Regions from separate parts of the Larimichthys crocea genome. Here region 2 is linked to region 1. The links are chromatin contacts, called in public Hi-C maps. All regions are on one chromosome and are shown on one strand. Each heading gives the region's core, a stretch centred on a gene start, on an enhancer-like site or on the middle of the called end of the contact. The rest is flanking DNA. Distances are from core to core; before and after follow the strand shown. Region 1 holds the start of cspg4ba (chondroitin sulfate proteoglycan 4ba). Region 2 holds the start of fsta (follistatin a).

Region 1 (5,219 bases), core at 1,807-4,306:
AATTTCCATGCAGAAAACCGTCTAAGCTCCCGTCATCCATCCTTAATCCCTGCTGGTTTCTTCCAGTATTTGTAGTTCATTGAGGAAATAGTTTTACCTGTGCCAGGTTGTATCTACCACTTAAGTGTTCATAAACATTATCAATTACCTGTTTTTCCTGCTGGCTGTGATTTCCTTCATACTCAGGCTCCAGCTCGATTTCTGTAACATCATGAGAATGTCTCACTAAAGTAGGATTAGTATCACTTTACAGAGGATTATTATAAATTGTGAATGAGAACAGGCTGGTTCAGAAGCAACATCTTTTAGTTATTCTGCACGATGATTCTAAATTAAAGAGGCTAATAACATCAGTATTTATCTTAGAAATGACTAATACTAAAGGAAAATCAGGATGTTAAAACAGTTTCACAGTGGTGATCCTAATCTATTGTAATTATAAATGAACTTGTTTACTTTTGCTTTAAGATATTCACACTGAGATATATGTTTTAAATCATTCACCCTGTATTGTTGTCTTGTCTTTCTGTCTTTTATAGGACAACATAGTCTTAATTGGCCATTCAGCAGGTGCACACTTGTGTGCACTGACCACACTGTTTCTTATTGATGCAAGAGAGAATCTTTTCATAGAGGCCAGCAGGCAGAGAGACATTACAATGGCCATAAGAGGAGTTATTGGTAAGGATCACCAAGTTTTAGTCACAGTGGCAACTATGCTTTAAGCTCAACTTTTGTGTTTCTGTGTTGTTGACCTGAGGGAAGTGATACATTTTTTTTTACACAAAGAATCAGACTTTAAACATTTGCCTTGTTCATATTTTCAAAAAATAGTTTGCCAGTATTTTGTTGGTCTCTGGGACAGGTCTGAGTGGTGTATACAACATCATGGACCATTATGAGCACGAGCAGAAGCGAGGAGTTGAGTATGTCTCCACCATGCACAAAGCCATGAATGGAGTGGAAAACTTCCCGTACTACTCACCAACACAGATACTGAGGGAATTCAGCCAGGACAAGCTGAGCAGGTGAGACAAACATTCAACAACAATGATGTTCATGAAATCTATTGCATCTGGTATTAACAGTTTATCCATCTACTTCTCTTTGTGCCAGAGTGCCTACATTTGCTTTGCTCCATGGGACCAGTGACATTATCGTTCCTGTTGCATCTTCCACAAAGCTCTCTGAGCTCCTCACCTCGCTGTCCATAAAGGTGTCGCTCTACCTGCTGCCAAGAGTTGACCACACTGAGATTGTCACCGACCTCATGGCGTCAGACAGGCGCTTCTACCATGCCATATACAGCTGTATCAAACAGGAGTACAGAAAACTTTTGGGCATCTGCTGACAATCTCATCAGATCAGAAAAAACATCCATTAACCACTTTTATTTATTGATTGTGGCACACTTACTTTGTTTACAGTATCTGCTCTAATACCTCAAAATGAATCTTATTTAGTTTTGACATTTAACGTTATTCTTTGGGATTCCATAAAAATGATTTACATTTTGTACTGTTCTGTGATTGTAACTGATTAAAATCATGAATTGCATCTGACTGATTTTGAATCCATAATCTGAAAAAACTTTTCTCAGTGGAGTGTATCAGTGAAAATGTACAGTGAAGCAATAACTGTAATATACAAGGAGAAGGAGAGAAGCACAGTATTACAAAGTCCAAAACTTTGCCTCTTTTTATTAACTACATTATGTTCTACTGACATGAAATCATTTTATTAACTTGCATGTTTTTATCAAATGAAACTTGTTTATTGATCACAGACACATTAAACTCCTGAAGGAACAGATCTTTTTTGCCTTTTGTCTTTATTAACTATAAATTGCTCACACAGAGCTATTACAATTACATTGCATGTTTTGCCAAGCAGCAACAATTACAGCATGTACCAATATAAAGAAGCTACTTACAATAATCTATATTATAAGTGGCATCATTTATGCTTTTATATATGAAAGTACAGTATTTTTGCCCCATGCTTGTACTACAACACATTTTTATCTGTTCTACATAGATACTTTAGTAAACATAGCATCTTTATGGTAATCAATGCATAAAAAGCTGTTGAAGCAGGCAGTATAATGTATAAAAAATGAACCCATTCAAATACAGAATGTAAGAACGTCAGCTTTTAATTATACATTTTACAGTGTCAGTGAAAAATGTTTCTATGGCTACAGTCTGCTGTGGAGACTGGGTGAATGAGCAAATTTGCGGTCTTTCTTGTGATTATAATGTGTTGGTGGTACCTAGAATATACTAAAAGCAAAATCTACAATGTTTTTCAAGTATGCTTTACCATAACAGTTATATGCATATCTACATGGCAATTCCTGGTGTACGGAGGGGGGAGTAAATGGTGAACATGTATCTTTATATATTTTTTAATTATCATTATTATTATTGTTATTATTATTACATCAGTGAATGGGGATTTTGATGGAGCTTTTAAGCTATAACCATACATAGTATGTTGTATCCATGTCATGACCAATAGGTTTCTGAAGTAGTGTGGTGGTTCTGGCCATCACCATGTTGGCTTTCCTGCCTCTGCCGCCTCCCGGCTAGTCCAAGAACTGGCAAAAACGTGGATTGTCGGTGGACCTAAGGAAGACTAAATGAACCCTTGGTGCTCAACACACTAGTTGTGTCAGTCAACCATTTTTTGTACCAGGCTGTAAACATGTTTATTTCTGCTGTGAAGTTGAGCCTTTAGGTAATAACTTTGTAGCCAGGCTCAAGTGGTCGTTGGAGGAACTGCAGTTTTTGGCACTTGCACTGCATTGGCTTCATTTCAAAGCCTCAGAGGTTGGTTGTCTCTTGGCTGTAACTGAATACCTTTGTAACATCATAACTCCTAATTAATAAATACTTTCCACTTGATTTATTTTGTGGGCACTCACGTGGCATATAATAAAAGCCAATGTAAATCAGGTTAATTATGAGCCCTTTAAATGTCCCCTATGGTGTTGTTCTTCTAGCTTTTATTTTGAAAAGTGAGGTTAACACACACACACACACACACGAGGCGGAGTTTAACGAGGACCTACATCTGAGCCTCAGTTCAGCTGCTGCATACCTTCTCTCTCTCACTCTCTCTCACACACACACTCACCATTTGGAGGATTAACTATTGTGTTTGACGGTACCGGACCGTGAAGAAGTGAAAACATGTCTGTAAATATGTAACTGCGCAGTCCTCTAACATTAGTGTTTTCCACCGGGAGAAGAAAGATGGACTCTGTTGTGCAAAACAACCCGAAAAAGAAGAAGAAGTTGTGGCTCCACGGGCTGCTTTGGTGGTCGCTCCTGTTCGAGCTGGCGTCCGGAGGTAACAATGCAACTTTTCCCACTTTGTTTTTATCAATGAAAAGAAACGAGATATCAACTTATGTCATGGTGCGTTCAATGACGAGCTGTTAATGCTGTGAATTCTGATTTGTTAACTTTGACGATAGTTTAGATAACTGAGGAAATATTTTCATCCTTTCCATATTATAAAAGCCACTTCTGGAGTCATAAACATGATTATTTACCTTTTCACCTTTTCTGGTGGTTACCTTTTTTTTTCTCTCCTTCATAATCATTCTCCAGCTCTATTTCTGTAACATCATGAGCATGTCTCCAAAAGCAGGCTTGGTATCACTTTACAGAGGATTGTTGTATGTTTTCTGTACGTGCTGGTGAGTTGCTTTAATGGTTCACTGAGCTTAAAATGTTCCTAACACAAATGGATAAATTATGAATGAGGACAGGCTCAAGTAACAAGTAATTTTTTAGCTTTTAATGATTCTGAATTTTAAATGAATGAAATCAGTATTTATCTCATATTAATGACTGGCATTAGACTCTGGATGCATTGCACACACACACACACACACACACACACACACACACACACACAGGACTTTATTAGAGGCAGCAGCAGAGATGGGACTGTGATGCCCACTGCACTGGAAGAACTATCTGACTGTGACACAAATGAAATCACAGAAATGGACAGTCGTTGCTGCGTTGAGAGGTGGAAAATATGTTGTTTTTTGTGAGTTCCAGATACAGAACAGTACATTATTTACATCCATGTGTGCATGCATTAGCCTCTCTGGTTGATTTGATCCCGGGCATGTGTCATCTTATTCAGCATTCGGGCTTTACCCCTGGGCATAATCAGGAATCATTTCACCATGACTCACACTCATATCCTTCACTGAAAATAATTACATATATAGGCATTTGATGTACTTCAGTGCATTTCAGATTATGTGCCATTCTCTGTGTTCCTGTAGCATTATGAAACAAGCCTTTGCTAAAGCAACCATGTCCCAGGCTTTGGCAGTGCACCAGGAACAGAGTGGCGTGGCTGTCAACAGGAAAAAACCAAAGAGGCACTTCAGTCAAGTTGCATCTTTGATTTTGTTGCATGAACTGAGCACACAGGCAGTGACAAGCACTGGTCCTACCCCTCAAATTAACTGTAAGCGGGTGTTCGCTAAAAGGTCACTAGCTTTGTTGTCGTGAAATCTCACAAAGAAATGTCCCTGGCGCACAGAAAACTGCCCCCGCAGACATGTAGATTACAGAACAACCTCTAAACACCTCCTGTTCCTGCCTCTTAAGGCACACAGTCAGGTGTACACGGGTATGTTTATGTTAGGGTATTGTTTTCTGGGAGTCTACTATGCTCTTTCATTTACATACCCCTCAAAATATCCATGTTTCAGCTTGTGAATATGGTAAACATTGAACTGTGGAGAAGACCCCTTTGTTCTAAGCAACATAAGCAAGTAACATGATGTTCAGTAATATGATGTCATCGCTAAAATGCTAAAATAAAAATAAGCATGCATATCCATCCTTTTGAATTTAAGGAGAAAAATGTAATTTCATTCCTCTGGGCCAGTTTTTGGAAATGCTTCGACTCTATTATGTAAACAGAGCCAGTCAGATGAATAAACATGACTTACAAATGAGAAATAAATTCAGTCAGTCCTACTCAGGGTCAGAATCGGGATAAGTGATCAGTGGGCCAGTGAATTTGCTCATTCCCAGCTGTATGTAATGTTTGTTAAAGGCACATTACACCTGACTGGTCGGTTAATGGCAGTTCATTTGATTTAAACAAACAATGGGAATAACTGCAATCAAAACGTGCTTTTTTAAAATATATATATATAATTGGTACCTGTCTGTGTATGA
Region 2 (5,219 bases), core at 1,992-4,491, 190 kb after region 1:
GCTTGGAGAGGGAGGAGGGTGTTTTGTTTTTTGTTATTTTTTTTTCATATTTTGCTTTTGTTGTTTACTTACAGTTGCAAGATCCTGAGTGCTTGACTTCCAGCAGCACCCCCATAGAACAAGCAGCTTGTTTCATGGCACATTCGCTGGGATATGTGGTGTTGTCGCTGGCACACACCGCCTCATCCGTCCTGCTCTCCGGACAGGTCTCATCACACAGCGAGCAGCGGCCCCGACTCATCCTTGCATCCCAGAGACACTTTTTCCCTGCGCTGCACTGGATGTCCTCACACGACTTGGCCTCTAGAAGGAGAGGGAAGAAATCAGCACAGGGGAAATCTTTGATTAGATGGATTATCATGAATGCTTTTCAAGCAGGATCAGATGGCCTGTGAGTTTTAGGAGAACCAAGCTAGGAATAGAAAGTAAATCCTGTTTTATGGTGTTAGATCTTGGCCGGAAAAGAAAAAAGTCATGTTTTAATTAGAATTTTTAAGACTACATGACTTATATTGACTGCTTTCTGGATAAGAATCCATCTGACTCAAATATTAACTTGAAGCATGCCTTCATGGCCCCCAGCACTTCCCTGTTTCGCTCTTTTTCTCCCTCCCCCTCTCCTTCCCCTTTTCCCATATGGGATAGTGCTGCCAACATCAGGAAATAATAAGATGTCTATCATTTCTTGAGCAAACACAAGCAACTACCAAACACACACACACACTCTCTCTCTCTCTCTCTCTCTCCCTCTCTCTCTCTCTCTCTCTCTCTCTCTAAGACCCCCTCCTCAGTGGAATGTTGGCAAAAATGAGCAGTGAATAACTGCAGAGCTGGCCAGGAAGAAAATGCACTCAAACAATATTCAGAGTCAGTGGCTGGAGGCACTCTCAAAGTAAAGTCACACACTCTCACGTCTCTAGTTGCAGACTTACTGATGCATTTTCCCTCATATGCCACTCCAATAGACCTGCCGAGGAGACATGTAGCTCTTCTCAGGTGACACGCACTGGCATAGATGATCCCGTCGTTTCCACACAGGTACTGCTCAGGCGACGTCACCTCAGGGCAAATCCGATTACACGTCACACAATATGCGTTATTTGTCTGGTCCACGACGCATGTGGAGCTGCCGGGGCACAAGACGTCACGGCACGTTTCTGTCGAAACAAAGAAATTTGAAGATTTGGTGAAAAATGACACGAAAAATTAGAACAACCCTGTGGTTTCTTGGCACATGCAGCCTTGAGAAACGTGAAAACAGGGCAGATTTGAAATAATATTTACTTACTCTTGCACTTTCCCTGGTACTGCACGTCCAGGTCGGGGTGGCCTTTGCATTTAGCCTTCAGCAGTGCGCATTCGTCTTTGTAGGTCTTTCCATCTGAGCCGCAGACCGGTCCCTTCCAGGTGATGTTTGAGCAGTCTGGTGCGCACACGCAGCGCGGCTTACTTCTTCTGTTCATCTTGCACCTCTTCCCAGGCCCACAGTCAACATTATCGCAGGTTTCTAAAATAAAAGGTCTGTGTTATGTGATGCTGGTGAAAATGTTGGCCTTGTGCGTAAAATTACTCTTACGCAGAAAGTACACATTAGAGGGATCGTTTACGCACTTCGGTTTGCGTAAATCAGGTCAACACTAGGATTTATGAAACGAAACGACTGAGGATATGTATTATGAGAAAACGAAGGGAAATGAGTGCACCTCCACCTTTGCAAGGTATGCAATTGGGGGCTCCGCCATTGAAGATCATCCACCTAAAGAGCGTGCTATTGGGGACGTCCTCCTCGGTCCAGGACGTCCCCAGTCTTCCACTCCGACAGCACTCCTCCCTGCTCATCCCGGGCATGTAGAGCACCTGGCACCTCCCGTTCTTCCCCTGCTGCAACCAGCAGTTCCCAGCTGTAAACAGACAAACAAAAAAAAGCTCGAATGTCGCATGTTGAACGTCTAAAACCGCTGACCCAGACGCACTAGACACACACGCAGCCTGTATTATCTGAGACGCCCCCTCCCCTTTCGCCCTCCCGGCAGTATTTTGTCTGATTTTTTTTTCTTTTTTTTTGTTTTGTTGCGAGACTGTTAACAGTTGCCTATCCCATCTGTGACTGACAGTCCTTACAATGCGGCCACAAACCAAAAAAGTAAGAAAAATCTTTACAGGGGGGTTGTTCTTTATTCCGAGAGCCTCCTTGTTATCACTGGTCAGAAAGTGGAGCGTCTAGACAGTGTTAAATAGCAGCCAATCTCCTTCAGAAAACCACGGTCTTTAGCAAAACACACCACCGTCTTCAACGCCTCAGAACAATATCCTAGACATGCACTCACCAGACAACGTCTTGATTATTGACAAACCAGTGAAAAGTTGATTTTAAACATATAGAAATAAAAAACAGAATAGTTATCCACAAAAAATATCCCTTGCTCCAGACAACAGCAGGATGTCTACAGCGACTCAGACACACATGAAGTGTTTGAACTGGTGTGTTTGTTCAATTAAAGACACATTTCTATTGGAACTATAAGCTCTCAATCAAAAACTGTCTCTAGCTTTATTTTTTGTCATAACTACAGACGTAAAATTGCAAAAATAAAAATCTATTTTTTTTCTTCTTTTTTTTGGACACAATGGGTGCGTGCGGGAAATATATAAATAACACGCCCATAAACTCACAGTGGATATTGTGAAGTTTGTTACAGGTTTGACGCCAACATCGTGAGACGCGACACGCTCATACAAAAGTATCAGAATATGCTCAGGTATTATGGAAAGCTGAGGCTGCCACCAACCAACACGGCGTGGCGGCTTAAGTGTGTGCGCCTGGCGAGGGCTGCAAAACTTGCCATATAGTCTCACTTTGAAGTGTCCCATACGGCACCTGTTTTATGGACGCTTTACGCACGCACTGTCTGATGCAGAGAGAGAGTTTTATCAGCGGGGAAACAATAAAAGAAACTGACTTTGAAAAGTTTCTCGGTTGCAGCAAGTATTCGACACTCGGTCTGACAGCAGTCGAAGTTTTTCAAAAACGGAAAGAATAAAAGAAAACTGATGAAGAGAGCTTACCTTGAACTTTTTGATGTTCCATGAGGTGACAAAGCCATATGAACAAGAGAAAAATGCCCGGGTGCAGATGGTGTTTCAGCATCCTAAACATGATGGAGAGGCAAAGTGAACTACGTATTTGACACGGGCAGCGCAAAAGTAATCTGCTTACGGTGGCAGTGTTGAATAAGTGTCAGTCTGAGAATGCAGCCTCTCTTTTTAAATCTATAAGGGGTCTGAGGTTGACTGTCTCTGGTGGGCGGTCTCCTCTTCTGTGGGGGTGGGGAGATTTTTTTTTTCTTACCAAAGTTCTTTCAATCCTAATCAGGTGACATCGTTCCAAGCAACTTTCTCTCGCCACAGTAATCAAAGAATATGAAAATATGACTATATTTGTGATAAACTTCAGAAATGTGCAGTCAAAACAAAACGCAAACAGCAGATCAGACCAAATGTGTCAGCTGATATGAATTTGGTTTGATGGAGAATATGAATGTTAATGTTTCATTTTAACCCTTTTAGATTTCTCAACACATCATACCAGTGCGTTTTTACGCAGGGCTCCTTTAGACACAGAGCTTCTTTAAATTAGTAACAACAACAATAATAACAACAACAACAATAATAATAATATTAATAATAATAATAATTATTATTATTATCATTATTATAATGGCCACTGTTGCTCATGTATGAAGGCCTTTATTGCTGTATAATCAAACAGGCCCACAGCCAACATACCTATCCGGACATACCATCAGTCCTTCAAATTAAGGGTACTACTTGGTGGTAACTGATATTTTTTCCACCAACTGCAGACAAAAGTGTAAATCTTTTGATGAGAGTTGCCTTTTGGAACATATCCGAGCCCAGACAATAATAGAATTCATAGTAGTCCGCAGCCGCACTGCTAATATTAGAACAGACAGTTGTTTGGGTTTCTCTCCCGGGTCAAGCTTTTAAATATAATCAAACCTGTTTGAGAGGCTTCAGACAGAGGAGCGGGGTGTTGCGTTTCATTGAATGAAACGCACACACACACCAACTCTCTCTCTCTCTCTCTCTCTCTCTCTCTCTCTCTCTCACACACACACACACACACACACACACACACACACACACGCACAGCCCTCCACTCACTGACGCACTAGACTCCCTCAGAAGTCCTTGCGCGACCTCTTCAGCGGAACTCTGGTTACAGCTCTCCAGAGCAAAGAGCAAAGTGTCCACTGTGTGTGAATCAGACACCAGGGAGTTAATCATCTTTCGTCCAGGAAAAGGACACTGTAATCTTTTCTTTAATTCCAGTAAAATACCACTTATAAGTATCCAGATATCCAGATATTTTGTATCCAGAAAATATGACATATCCCATATCCAGAGCTGAAAGTGTGGCTGAAACAGTGTGTGCATTTGCCTTCTATTAATGTATGTCTTATGACAACTACAAGCTGTTTTTACGGTTATAATATGATCATACTATTAATCATATTTTTCTTCTCATTTTTTGAGGTTCATGTTCCTACTTTTATTATTCTTTTACAACTTTTGCATTTCTATAACATACACAGAATTTACTCTGCCAAAGATCATCTTCATCAGGTTCTTATAGTATTATTTATGACATGCCCCTTTTTTGTGGATCAGTGATGAAGTTCTTGCTAAACAGCTGTATTCAAAAAGAGGAGAAAGAATGGTCACATGTTACCTGCATTAAATTATAACCAGCAGTCAGTTGGAAGTCTTAAAGGATTCAATAACATTTTTTAAATGGTGCTAAATACCCAGAATATGAAACTAATATGACACATTCTGTATTTATGAGCATTATTTCCTGGTCTTATCACAGTGACAACATGCAGTCACCACATACTGTACTTCTAGTATTGCGGAGTGATTATTCTACTGGCTGATCACTATGATTTCTAGCTTATGATGATAATGATTATATGAGTCAATTAAACAATGTAAAATCACGAAATTTAAGTTGTTTTTTATTTTTATTTTAGTCCAGTCTGAACATTTTACCCAGTTTTCATGAGATGAAAGGCAAAGTGAGATAGTAAACCTGCCTGAGGGGCACATTAAGATGGTCTTCCCTTATATTTAGCTATTTGCAATTTTAATGAGCAGAGTAAACAACTTGGTTATAAAAACTGAAAGATTTGTAGTGA

What was found. Hi-C and Micro-C count contacts between places; a contact is called where the count stands out from the background.
Region 2: a Hi-C map of muscle shows a contact between it and region 1, with 2.3 times the contacts expected there. The contact joins the promoter of fsta here to the promoter of cspg4ba in region 1. A contact is called at or near these places in 2 of 7 Hi-C or Micro-C datasets (both in muscle).

Annotation. Positions count from the first base shown.
Region 1 is chrIII:35,625,375-35,630,593 of L_crocea_2.0, forward strand. It overlaps cspg4ba (chondroitin sulfate proteoglycan 4ba), which reads left to right and starts at 3,057. Exons shown (of 10, transcript XM_010735950.3): 1 at 3,057-3,354. The coding sequence starts at 3,258. It overlaps si:dkey-193c22.1 (probable isoprenylcysteine alpha-carbonyl methylesterase ICME), which reads left to right. Exons shown (of 9, transcript XM_010735951.3): 7 at 540-681; 8 at 866-1,028; 9 at 1,117-1,812. The coding sequence ends at 1,351.
Region 2 is chrIII:35,810,526-35,815,744 of L_crocea_2.0, forward strand. It overlaps fsta (follistatin a), which reads right to left and starts at 3,242. Exons shown (of 5, transcript NM_001303338.1): 1 at 3,067-3,242; 2 at 1,704-1,901; 3 at 1,289-1,507; 4 at 933-1,157; 5 at 50-303. The coding sequence starts at 3,157. The coding sequence ends at 65.